Linked DNA regions of Sus scrofa: region 1 is linked to region 2. The links are chromatin contacts, called in public HiChIP or PLAC-seq maps. All regions are on one chromosome and are shown on one strand. The core of a region is the stretch at or near the end of the contact, and the rest is flanking DNA. Distances in the headings are between cores, read along the strand shown.

Evidence for each region. HiChIP or PLAC-seq counts read pairs in DNA pulled down with a chosen protein or histone mark.
Region 1: an H3K27ac HiChIP or PLAC-seq map of alveolar macrophages shows a contact between it and region 2. The contact joins two enhancer-like sites. A contact is called at or near these places in 1 of 47 Hi-C or Micro-C datasets (skeletal muscle) and 1 of 2 datasets of contacts at active chromatin or transcription factors (alveolar macrophages).

What each region holds. Positions count from the first base shown.
Region 1 is chr3:94,320,729-94,326,381 of Sscrofa11.1, reverse strand. No RefSeq gene overlaps it. Among named protein-coding and RNA genes, the nearest start is that of EPAS1, 70 kb to the right of the region's middle. Within about 2 kb of position 3,386, at least 10 of the 83 cell types and tissues checked have an H3K27ac peak or open chromatin away from gene starts, as enhancers often do. A contact at or near this core is called in alveolar macrophages, where this site is marked.
Region 2 is chr3:94,178,748-94,184,884 of Sscrofa11.1, reverse strand. EPAS1 (endothelial PAS domain protein 1) reads left to right here. Exons shown (of 17, transcript NM_001097420.1): 8 at 1,816-1,922. Among named protein-coding and RNA genes, the nearest start is that of EPAS1, 72 kb to the left of the region's middle. Within about 2 kb of position 2,099, at least 1 of the 83 cell types and tissues checked has an H3K27ac peak or open chromatin away from gene starts, as enhancers often do. A contact at or near this core is called in alveolar macrophages, where this site is marked.

The DNA of each region.
Region 1 (5,653 bases), core at 2,137-4,636, 140 kb before region 2:
GACCTACTAGACAAAGACTTTAAAACAACCAACTTAAAGATATTTAAAGAACAAAAACATTTGAAGAAGGCCAAGAACACAATGCATGAAATTATTGTATGGAAATATCAATAAAGAGATAAAAACCTAAAAAGGTTTTTTTGTTTCTTTTGACTTAGATGCTGGTTTGGGAATGAAGTTCAGGGCTAGTCTTAGGATTCAAAAGGCTTGAGATACATTGTTTTGGGGGTATGAGGTTAGGTTCATCTCTAGGTATTAGGGCATTAAGCTAAGATAAATCTTGGAAAGCTGGTCCTGAGACACCTGTGTCTGGTCCCCCAACCTGGGATCTCCTGCTAGAAGTTACAGGAATTGGTTGTGGTGCATGGAGTTGCAAACACCACCATAGATTCATTCCCCATTGCACAGTGCTGACAGCATAACTCCTGGAAGTCAGCTCAGCATGCAGGGCCTGTCCAATAAACCAGTGGTCATTAGAAAGCCCTTAGCTACTTTCTCTAATGTAAGCTGTCATACTGAACAATGATTGCAATTCAAAACAAAACACAAAATTCATTTGTATGAATGAGGTTCACTGGGCTGCCGAGGTCATGTCTAATCTTGACCTCACATTTTTGTGTGATTTACAATGATTTTGTGTTGTTCTCATTCATTGACTTAATCATGACTACGTAGAATATGTTTGAACTTGAAAAATAAATTCCTATAACATTTTCATGTGCTTTTAGATGTTTTGTGTGTTTTACCTATTGGGCTTTATTTTTTTTTTTAACAAACTTTCTTTAAAAATTATATAATTCTTTAGCTAAAAAAAGACCCTAGAAAATAATATCCCCCACTTCTTCCCTGAGCTGGCCTGGATTCCCTTGACCCAGTAAGACCTCAGCAGATTTATGCTGGACTAGAATTCAGGAGGCCTGGGTGCCAGTCCTGGCTCAGCTATTCCCTAGCTGGATGACCTTGAGTAAATCCTTTAGCCTTTCTTAGTGCTTTTTGTCAGCTGTCACATAGAACCTAGTACCTTTCCTATCTACCCCATGGGATTATTTTCAGGAGTAAATGAAGTAACAGGCATATAAATTTGTACTCTATAAAGGCTATGAAAGTGAAATGCTTTTATTTTGATAATGAAGAGAATCCTCTCTGAGGTTAATTATTTCTGTTCTCTAGTTTCGCTAGAAGGGAGGCAAGCCTGGATTACCCAATAAATCTTGAGTGCCTTTCTGAACTGGCCACCATGCCAGAGGCTGGTGATACAGAGTTGCATGTGATGCAGTTCTTGCTCTCAAAGAATCCACAGTTTGGTAGAGGATGCAACTAATAATTGCAATAAAATGTGAGAAATGCAGTAGAATGGTTATGGACAAAAAGTGGTGGACAACTAACTCCGATTGGAAAGTATTGTTAATGTTAGTTTTGATGTTTGAGTTTTAACATTACTTCCTCTAGTATTAAAATTGCTAACACCGTAGCTTTGGTAATGCACATTAAGAAAAATTATTTTGAAGTATAGCTGATTTACAATGTGTTAATTTCTTTTGCATGGCAAAGTGATTCAATTAACACATATGCACATATCCATTCCCATATAAGTTATCACAAAATATTGCATAGACTTCCCTGTACTATACGGCAGGTCCCCGTTGACCAACACTTCCATTTATAATCGTGTGCATATGCCAGTCCCAAACCCCCAATCCATCCTTCCCCTCACCCTTCCCTTTTGGTAACCATAAGTTTGTCTTTGAAGTCTGGGAGTCTGTTTCTATTTTGTAAATAAGTCCATTTGTATCATTTTTTTCAGACTCCACATATTAGTGATCTCATATTACCTTTGTCTTTCCCTGTCTGACATCACTTAGCATGATAATCTCTAGGTCCATCCATGTCACTGCAAATGGCATTATTTTATTCTTTTTTATGGCTAAGTAGTGTTCCATTGTATATATGTACCACAACTTCTTTATTCATTTCTCGGCTGATGGACATTTAGGTTGTTTCCATGTCTTGGCTATTATAAATAGTGCTTCAGTGAACATAAGGGTGTATGTCTCTTTTTCAGTAAGGTTTCAGATTTATAGCTTACACTAGGGGAAGTACTACAATTGGTGCTAGATCGTTACTAATGTTCCTTTTCTCTATTGTCACAATGACCTTGTTTCCTCTCTTGTTATAGGTGAGGGAATAGAATCACCTGGCTAGCTAGTGGCAGAGTCACATTCAGACTTCCAGCTATGATCTTGCACATTCATTGACAGCTTGGGTCTCACAGCAACGCTGGGAAATGGGCAATAAATGAACATTACCCCAATTTAGGATGGGAAATCAGGATGTGCAAAGCTTTGCCAGGCTAGACTCCACAGCTGGGCTTCCTGTCTCCAGCTCCATTGGGGGCTGTTACCTTGAGGTCAAGGTCAAAGCCCTCATAGGCAGTGGGGGAGATATTTTGGGGTAGAGCTGTCTCCCTGGCACCTCTCAAATCTCATCTCGGGAAGCAGCTGCCCACTGGGCCTGGGTGTCAGACCTGTCCTGGCTAGGCCTGGGGCCCTGCTGTTCTGGAAATCTCTGGAAGGAGATGCCCCTCCTTGTCTCAGTGTCTTCACCACGAGGTCGGCTGGGCACTGTCTACCAGGGTCTTCTCCACGTTAGCATTCTTCTTGTTCTTATTCAAGGAAGGGACAGGGACACCAGAGGAGAAGGTGCCCCTTGGCTTGAGGCAGTATTTGGGGTGATAAAGAAAAGCTTCTTCTTTGATGGACTGCTTGGGCTTGTCCAGTGAAAATGGTCCTTCTGTGGGACCACAGAGCAGAGTGGTGACTTCAGGGCTTGAAGAGTGGTCAGCTGGGATGAAGTCCAAATACACATCACCTCAAGACCTCCTGCGATGTGCTTCTCGGACCCACTGAGGATTTCCTTTCTCTGTCCTGCTGCCTCTCCTGGTCTGCCTCTGTCCCTCCATCTCTGCTGTGTGTCCATCATGGCTTTCTCGCCCCCGGTCACCCCCAGCGCCCAGCATCTCTGACACACTGTCTCTCTTTCCTCCTTTCCTTCGCCCTCCCCTTTCCCTGGCCTCTTCTCTCAGCACTCACTGTGTCTCCCACCTTGCCTGCCTCATGCAGACCTACCCACGTTCAGGATTCCTTGTTCTTCCTGGAGAGATTCTTTAATCACATCTGTTAAAAAGTAGGCAAGTTGCACTCTTCAGACGCCAAGGGAAAAAAAAAAAAAAAAACCCAGTCATCTTAATTTAACCTTTTTCTCGGCCCACTGGCCTGTGGCTGGAGCAAAAATAGGTCTCCCCACTTCTGGCACACACACCAAGCTGTAAGCCAGCCCAGTTGGCAGATACACTGCGGGGGCCAGAATCCTGTTACCCAACTCAGGGCCGGTGCCAGAGCTCCAAGCCCGGTCAGGCCTCCTAGCCAAGGCCACGTATGGGCCTGAGGGGGCCTGGGGCGCTGAGCTTCCCACCCATATGACCCTTGGGCTATGGCTGGTACTGGTCAGCTGCTGCTTCCTCTTCCCCAGTGGGGCTGCAGGAAGGGTTCAGCTGGAGCCCAGCCCCCTGTCAGCTTGTCATTATGCTGGGTGACACCTCAAAGCCCCAGGCAAGCTGTCAGGTTAGTGCCCAGCCTAGCACCATTAAATTTATTGGACTAACATTTGAATGAGGATTTAGCATTACATAATGTTATTACCTCATAACAGTCTAGTAGAAGAGGTTTTATTGAGTCTTTATAATGACCAGACCGAGGCTCGTAGAGGTTAAGTTCATCCAGTCAGGAATGAAGCTGCTACTTAGGATTCTGGAATTTCTTGCCATAATGTCCCCAGACCAGGTTCCAGTGCCAGCATGGACCACCTCCCCAGGCCTGATTTCTTAGAGTGGACCACACCACGCATGTACGCAATCTCTGGTCACAAGGGTGGACACGGGGCAGAAGTTCGCTAGTTGTGGGTGGACCTTGGACATGTAGGCTGGAGTGTCCCCACATGAGTGTGAGGTCATCTGTAATGCAGGGCATTGCTGGGAGTTTGAAGAAGAGAAGAGTGGACCAGCAGAGGGGGGGCGTGGAACTGGGGCCCCAGCTGCCAGAACCCCCACCTTCAGGCATGTGCACTCCCAGGAATCTGAAAATTCTCGATGTGAACCGGGCCTTCTAGGTCACCTGAGCGTGGGCATTGGTGGAATTAGGAGGACAAAATATATTTTACTTAAGTGTTTATTGATTCAATTTTAACTGAAATATTGAAATTTATGTCAACTGGGCTGTCACTAGGCAAATGAGCTCTGGGCCCCATAAATGTTAGGTGGGCCTGGTGAGCTCCTGAGCTCCCCCAGAATATCTTATAAGGTCCTCCGACGCGAGCCAGGCTCTCTCCCCAACCTGTTCCTCCTCATGGTTCCATACCCAGGAGTCTGTTCTGTTTCCTCTCTCCCCCAAACACCATATGCCTACCACCAAATCCCATCTTTTTCACCCCCAACCATGGCACTCTACCCCAGAGCCACCCCCAAGTGCCCTTCTGGTCCTCCTGACCGCTCTCCCTGCCTCCAGCCTTGCTCTGCTCTGTCCTGCTCTCCACACTGCTTCCTAAACAGCTCAAAATCAAGTCCAAGTGCCCCACTGCCTGCAAACTAGAACTCCAGCTTCTCAGCCTGCCCTTCAAAGTGCTTAGTTCATCATGGTGTTGGTTGGAAAGATCACCTGGCCTCCTCGAGCAGCAGGGGTGGGGAGGCCAGGTGAGGGCTAGGGGGAAATCCAACCATGTAAACCTCAACCATCCGGTTGGCAGGAGCCAGGAAGAGCCACTCAGAAAGACCAAAGTGGACAGCGGAGTCAGAGCTCCTGAGGGCAGGAGTATGGTTTAGGGGCTCAGCACCCAGGCCACCTCATTGCCTCTGCAGCTGGGTTTGCCATGGAAGGCCAGACTCTCTTTCTCATCCCCTCTGCCTTTTTTTTTTTTTTTTTTTTCGGTCTTTTGTCTTTTTAGGGCTGCACCCGCGGCACATAGAGGTCCCTAGACTAGGGGTCAAATCGGAGCTACAGCTGCCAACCTATGCCACAGCGACAGCAAGGCCACATCTGAGCCATGTCTGCAACCTACACCACAGCTCATGGCAATGCCGGATCCTTAACCCACTGAGCGAGGCCAGGGATCAAACCCGCAACCTCATGGTTCCTAGTCAGATTTGTTTCCGCTGTGCCATGATGGGAATTTCCCCTCTGCCTTTTTTTAACTTTTACTCTTACCCCACAAACCAATACCTTTCTTTTTTCTTTTTTTCTTTTTTTTTTTTTTTTTTTTTTTTTGTCTTTTTTGGGTCACATCTGCAGCATATAGAAGTTCCCAGGCTGGGGGTCTAATCAGAGCTGTAGTTGCCAGCCACAGCCACAGCCACAGCCACAGCCACAGCCACAGCCACAGCCACAGCAACACCAGATCTGAGCCACATTTGTGACCTACAGCACAGCTCACAGAAACGCCAAGTCCTTAACCCACCGAGGGAGGCTAGGGATCAAACCAGCCTTCTCATGGATGCTGGTCAGGTTCATTACCACTGAGCCACAACAGGAACCTTTCTTTTTTTTATCTCTACTCTACCAGCCCCGCTCACCCCCACCCCTGACTGTCCAGGGAAACAATTTAT
Region 2 (6,137 bases), core at 850-3,349:
AGAAAGTGGATCGTGAGGGCCCAGGTCCCTTAGCGGTGCTGGAATAGACAGGGCTCTCATTAGGCCTTGGCCCCCAAAGAAAATCAATCCCTTGGTTGACTTTTCCATTAGTTATAGAGCATCCATCGTAGCAGAGATCGAAGGAGAAAGTGGCCCCAGAGTTCAGGGGTTGGCAGCCTCAGGTGTGGAGGGAAGAATACGTCATTCCTTATGACACTGTGTCTGCCTATTGGGACTGGACGAGCCGGGGGACTTGGAGAAAGCTCTGTGGACAAGGCAAGGCTTTGAGCTGGCCCTGCCATTGTCAGGGCTTGGAGAAGAGAAGCCTCAGGGCTCTATAGCAAGCAGGGGTTTGCGGGGCTGGGAACTGCGAGGAAAGGGATCCACCCCAGGGGAGGTGGGGGGTGACCTGACACGCCGCCCGTCAGCTGCACATCCAACTGCTGAGAAGGTAGACTCCGGATTCTGGGGGGACTGGAAGTTCGGCAGAGTTTATTTACTCTGGATGTGGTCGGGGACAGGCAAGCATGGGGAGGGGAGTGACGGAATGGAAACAGCACTCTAGGATGGTTTCGTCTGACCTGTGCAAAACCGGTCTGGAGCCGGAAAGAGGAGGAGAGACAGGAAAGCAGGGAGCCACGGCCTCTGCCTTCCCCTCCCTGCTGCTCGTCTCCAGCATGGACGGGTGACAGGCTGTGCATTTTGACACAGAGCCTGTAATGACGAGAATCTCCCCAGCCCTGCTTGTGTGTGACAGGCTAAGCAAACAAGACAATGAGCCCGCTAGAAAAAAATGTGAGAGCAAAGATTACGAGAAGTAGTGTTTAGGTGTGACGTGGCAAAGCCGCTAATCTGATGGTTCCTGGGCAGGGCTTTGTTTATCTTAATGATTCCAGCACAGAGAAGAGGGGTCCTCAGAGATGGAAGTGATTCTTCACCGTTCTCCATACTTGCCTTTTCTCGGCCCACATCCCATCAAAGCCCGACACCTTGCAGGGGACGGCCAAGCCTTGTCATCTCAGAACTGCCTATTAGAGTGTCATGAAGAGGCCGATTTCTAGGACTCAGATTTTGGATTTGTTTCTCTCAGCACCTCCTGCCCTCCCCTTCCCCCGACCCAATGCCTTTCCTTGAGGTCGGGAGGGACAAAGAGGAGAACCCACGAAGGCAGATGCGATGTCTGAGAAGTATCTGAGGTCACCCAGCAGGACCTGAGGGATGAAGGTTTAAGCACAGATGGGGCTCTGCCTGCCTGGGTGCCTCTTTGCTCCACAATAAACACACTTGCAAAAGCTGCCTCCATGCTTTTACTCACTTCGGACCACTTGATTTTCACGTTTCATTTATATCACCCTCTACTAGACTAAGCTTGACCTAGTAGTCAGGAGGTTCCCGTTCTCACTTTTGCCCTGCCTCTGGACCCTTGTGTAAACATCAAGCAGATTGTCTCCCTCCCTGCATCTCTGCTCCCTTGCCTTCAAAAACTGGCGGTTCAGGGGTGTGTGAGTCCCTCGTCCAGTGGTCCCTGGAGCATAGGCATATGTGTGGTCATTGGGGTGGGGAGTAGGGAGTCTGCTCCTGAAGAGGTGCTTTTCCTGCCCCTGCAACACAGCTTCAGGAAGGGCAGGAAGAGTAGCCACTGGGTGGACCCGCAGTTGCAGGTTGACCACCATGTTTTTGCACAGGTGATGGTCCCACTGGGAAGTGTGGCGTGGGTTCACCTAAACGTCTGCATTGGCATAATGGACTTGGTCCTTGAGCCCCTGGTCACATTCACATGGTCTCTCTTCCCCTTTGCTTTTTTTAAAAATTCAGAATCACAGAACTGATTGGTTACCACCCCGAGGAGCTGCTCGGCCGCTCAGCATATGAGTTCTACCATGCCCTGGACTCGGAGAACATGACCAAAAGTCACCAGAACTGTAAGTTCCAGGAGTGTCTCCTGTGTCTTCCTTGTGTCTGCAGAATCTGGCCTTGAGTGGGGAGTGACCAGAGGGAAAGGAGAAAATCCAGTCCCTTCTTTCCCAGAGTCACCATCCTGTGTGTCAGACAAGACTCATGCCCTCAAGATGGTGCAAGAACCAAGGCTGCCACCAGCCTGTATGACACAGTCACGCAAACCAGGAAAAGGGCCCCTTTCTCTGGGACACACCCACACCCCAAGGCATACAGCCTGGCGAGTGGAAGGTGAAATCTTAGTCCCTACTCACCCCCTCAGCTGAGCACCCTTGTGCAGGTAACAGTCTGCACAACCTTATGGAACAGCCCTATGGAGCATAATACAAGACAGCGGGTTATCAACTTGGCTTATGTGCTGTAGTAGCCAGTACATCCATTCAGAGAAGAAGAGGGCTGAGAGACTTCAGGAAAAGAGAGGACATGGCCCTTGAGTTGGACCTTGAAGGTTGGCAGAGCTTGTACGGCCCCAACTTAATAGATGGGTTGAAGTAATCCATGGTTCTCCAAGAGCTTGCTTGCTGGATCAGGAGAACTCAGTTGGAGGGGGCTGCCCAGGCAACCCAATGATGGCATATGGAAACTATCCCTTGCAGCTTGAAAGAACACTTGAATTCGGAAATGATTCTAGAACAGGACTGTCCAGTAGAACTTTCTGCAGTGGAAATGTTCTGTATCCACATAGTCCATATGTGACCTATGCTGTATTTGAATTATGTCTGTTGTAACTAAGGAACTGAATTTTTGAACTTGGTTTTCATGAAATTTAAGTAACCACACTTCGCTAGTGGCTACCATTTTGCACAGTGCAGTTCAAGTGCATTCAGTTGGCCATGTTCCCAAGTAAGGCTTCCCATTGGCAGGTGATCCAAGAAGATGTTCTTGAATCTATACAGCCAATCAACATGCAAGGATTGTAGGTCTATAACCCTATACCTGGCCTACTAAGGGGCATAGCCATTGACCCCTGCCCTAAGGGATCTCATTTCTGAAGGACAAGGACTTCTGTGGGCCCCGTGGGAGCAGAGTGGCTTGTACCTTCAGTCTCAGTATCTAGTATAGTGTTGGGTGTAGTACAGGCATTGAATGATAAACCCGAGGGCAAAAAAAAATATATTTGGGAAAGAATGCTTCAAAATAAGTTCCCCCAGTGCAGATGTGGGTGCTGAGAGGATTACAGAAGGATTTCAAATAGGTAAGTCTGAGAAGATTCCCAGTGGCCCTGCTGGTCTTGGGCTCTGAGGATTGGCTGTGACTTGGAGTGGCAGTGAAGAAAATGCAAGTGCAGCCCTTTGCCCATTGTTCCTAAATCTATCCATCTATCCCAAGGTTAGGACAGCTAACGTTCAGACCAGCCAACAAACTAGCAGCCCATAAGCTGTGTAGAAGCACACCTAATCTTCTCATAAGGGCTGAGGTCTTCTCTTTCTAACTGGTTTCTTTGCCTTTTCCCCATGGCTTTAGGATTTGATCTGACAGTACAATAGAGCCCCTTATGATATCTCAGAAATGTATCCTTGTGCTCTGTGGCAAAACACACACACACACAACCTACAAATAAATAACCCAGATCGAGCCCCTTTCAGGGACCCAGGGATGGAGGAGGGAGGTGGAGGTCCTTCCGTGTGCTCATGAACATGACCCAGCCCTAGCCTGCCCCAGTTTCAAAATTGTAGAGTGTGGCTCCAGCCTCCACTCTTCTGGTCCATGGTCATTCCTGCTCCCAAACTCATCCTAACACTGGGCCTTGGGGACCGGGCTCTGGCCCGGGTTACCCACCGATTGCCCAGTGCCTGGTTTTCTGGGACTTCCCTCCTGTAGATGTAAAACTGGGAACAAGCCCAGCCTCCCTTCTTGGCCAAGGGCACGTCAAAGTAAGGGTAAGAGTAGGTTTCTGGGAATTCTTGCAGGAAAGTATTGTACTTTATCTTCTGGGGTGGGAGAGTGGAAGAAACTATTGTCAAAGAGAACAAAAATGATGACTTGTCACTAGGCTTATGAAAAGGATTTTTCTTCCTTCTCTTAGGAAATTGTTGACCCTTAAAAATCAGCTAGGGTAAGAGAAAGGAAAAAAAAAAAAGGTCATATTAGTTTTCTGCTGAATCCAGGGAAAAGATGGTGCTTTTAATCAAACCTGTGTGTTTAAGCATTGGACACACTTAAAGGTAACTCACAACCCAAATAGAAATCACAGGGTCCCTTCTTCCCATGATGGAGCCAAGGACAGCAGCTCTGAGCTCAGGGGCCTGCACCACCAGCCTGAGGCCAGCCAAGGGGAATCTGCATGGGTTGGAAATTGGGTTAATTCCAGCTAAACAGAAGCATCTATTTCTATTTCTGTCTCTCTCGCCCTCTCTCTGTTTCTCTCAATCTTTCTTTCTCGGTCTTTCTTTGTCTCTCTGTCTGTCTCTCTCTCTCGTTGGGTTTGTGCAGATGAAGTAGGACAGCGACCCAGGCTCATGCCGTGGAATAATTGGAGGATCAGGCTTGAGGCTGGCCCAGGTTTACACAGCAGCGTCCCGAATTTATGCACATATGTGTATCTTAGCCTGCGAGGGTTTACCATTGAATTTACCAGGGAAGCTCAGTCCTCAAACCAGATTTAGATCATTGAAAGCCATCATTTCCAAATGGATTAGTAGTTTATACATTGTTACCCTCTGAGCATGAGGGTTTGGGGGCAGGTGGGGGGGGTTCTCTTTGTTGTGTGAGGACACTGTGTGCTCTTAGGAAAACAAGATTAAAGGCCATAAAAAGCCTATCTACCAAGTAGCAGGCCCCTCACCAAGGCTGGCATTAATGAGCAGATGATTAGAAGGCTGGTGTAATTATATTCTACTGACAGAGCAGGCCCTCACCTGCAATTGCTAGAAATGCAGTTAAAAACCTTTGCTCACTGTGCTATTTAATTGAACGGAATAAGAGCTTTGAAACTTGTCTGCATTACAAATAAGTTAATAAGTTAATAAATAAGTTAACTCCAGGCACTTGAAATTGTAGAAGAATCGTTTCACTGCAGCAAGGGAGCCTCAGTGGGGCAGATAAGGGGAGACTGGGGAGGACAGAGTTATTTCTTTGGCCGAGGGGTCCACGATAGCTTAGGACAGCAGCAACTGCCCATTCAGTCTTCCCAGTGGAGCAGTGCTCAGGGGATGCAGTGGGAGGGCACTGTACCAAGAGCCACAAGGCAGTCGCATAGCCAGAACTGTTGTCCTGTGGGATGTTGTCTTCTGGCCTGAGTTTCCTCATTTTAAAAAAAGATGCTGGAGTTCCCGTCGTGGCACAGTGGTTAACAAATCTGACGAGGAACGATGAAGTTGCAGGATCGATCCCTGGCCTTGCTCAGTGGGTTAAGGATCCAGCGTTGCCGTGATCTGTAGTGTAGGTTGCAGACGCAGCTCGGATCCCACGTTGCTGTGATTCTGGTGTAGGCCGGCAGCTACAGCTCCAATTCGACCCCTAGCCTAGGAACCTCCATATGCCGTGGGAGTGGCCCTAGAAAAGACCAAAAAAAAAAAAGATTTAAAAAAAGATGCTATCTATCCTCTTTCCAGGACAGAATTTTATTAAAAAGATTAGATGACGATGATACAACCACTTCGGAAAATAACTTGGCAGCATCTCATAAAGGAAATATAAGCAATGACCCAGCTGTCTCACCCCTAGCTGCACCCAGAACATATGTCCATGTGACGATTTGTACACGGTTGTTTGTAGTAGCACCTTTAGTCATAATAACCGAAAACTAAAACAACTCAAACATCCATGGACAGGTGAATGGATAAACTAATTATAGTCTCCCCGTACAGTGGAGTATTACTCAGCAATTAAAAGGAGCAAATCAGTAATACCTCTAACAACATGAGGACTCTGGAAACACGCTGAGGGAAAGAAGGCAGACATGCAAGAACACGTGCTGGTGTATGATTCCATTTACATGCAAATGGAAAAAAGATCAGATCAGTATCTAGTGACAGAAAACAAGTGACAGAGCTGTGGTTGCCTGGGACCAGGGGTGGCAATAAGGATTGGCTGTTAAGAGGGAGGTTGGGTGATGGAAAGTCCTATACCTTTGATTGTGATGACTCTTACAAGGGTGTGTATATTTGTCAAAACTCATTGACCTCAAAAAATGCTTAAAATTAGGGTGCATTTTTTACTGAAGATAAAGTAAACCTCAC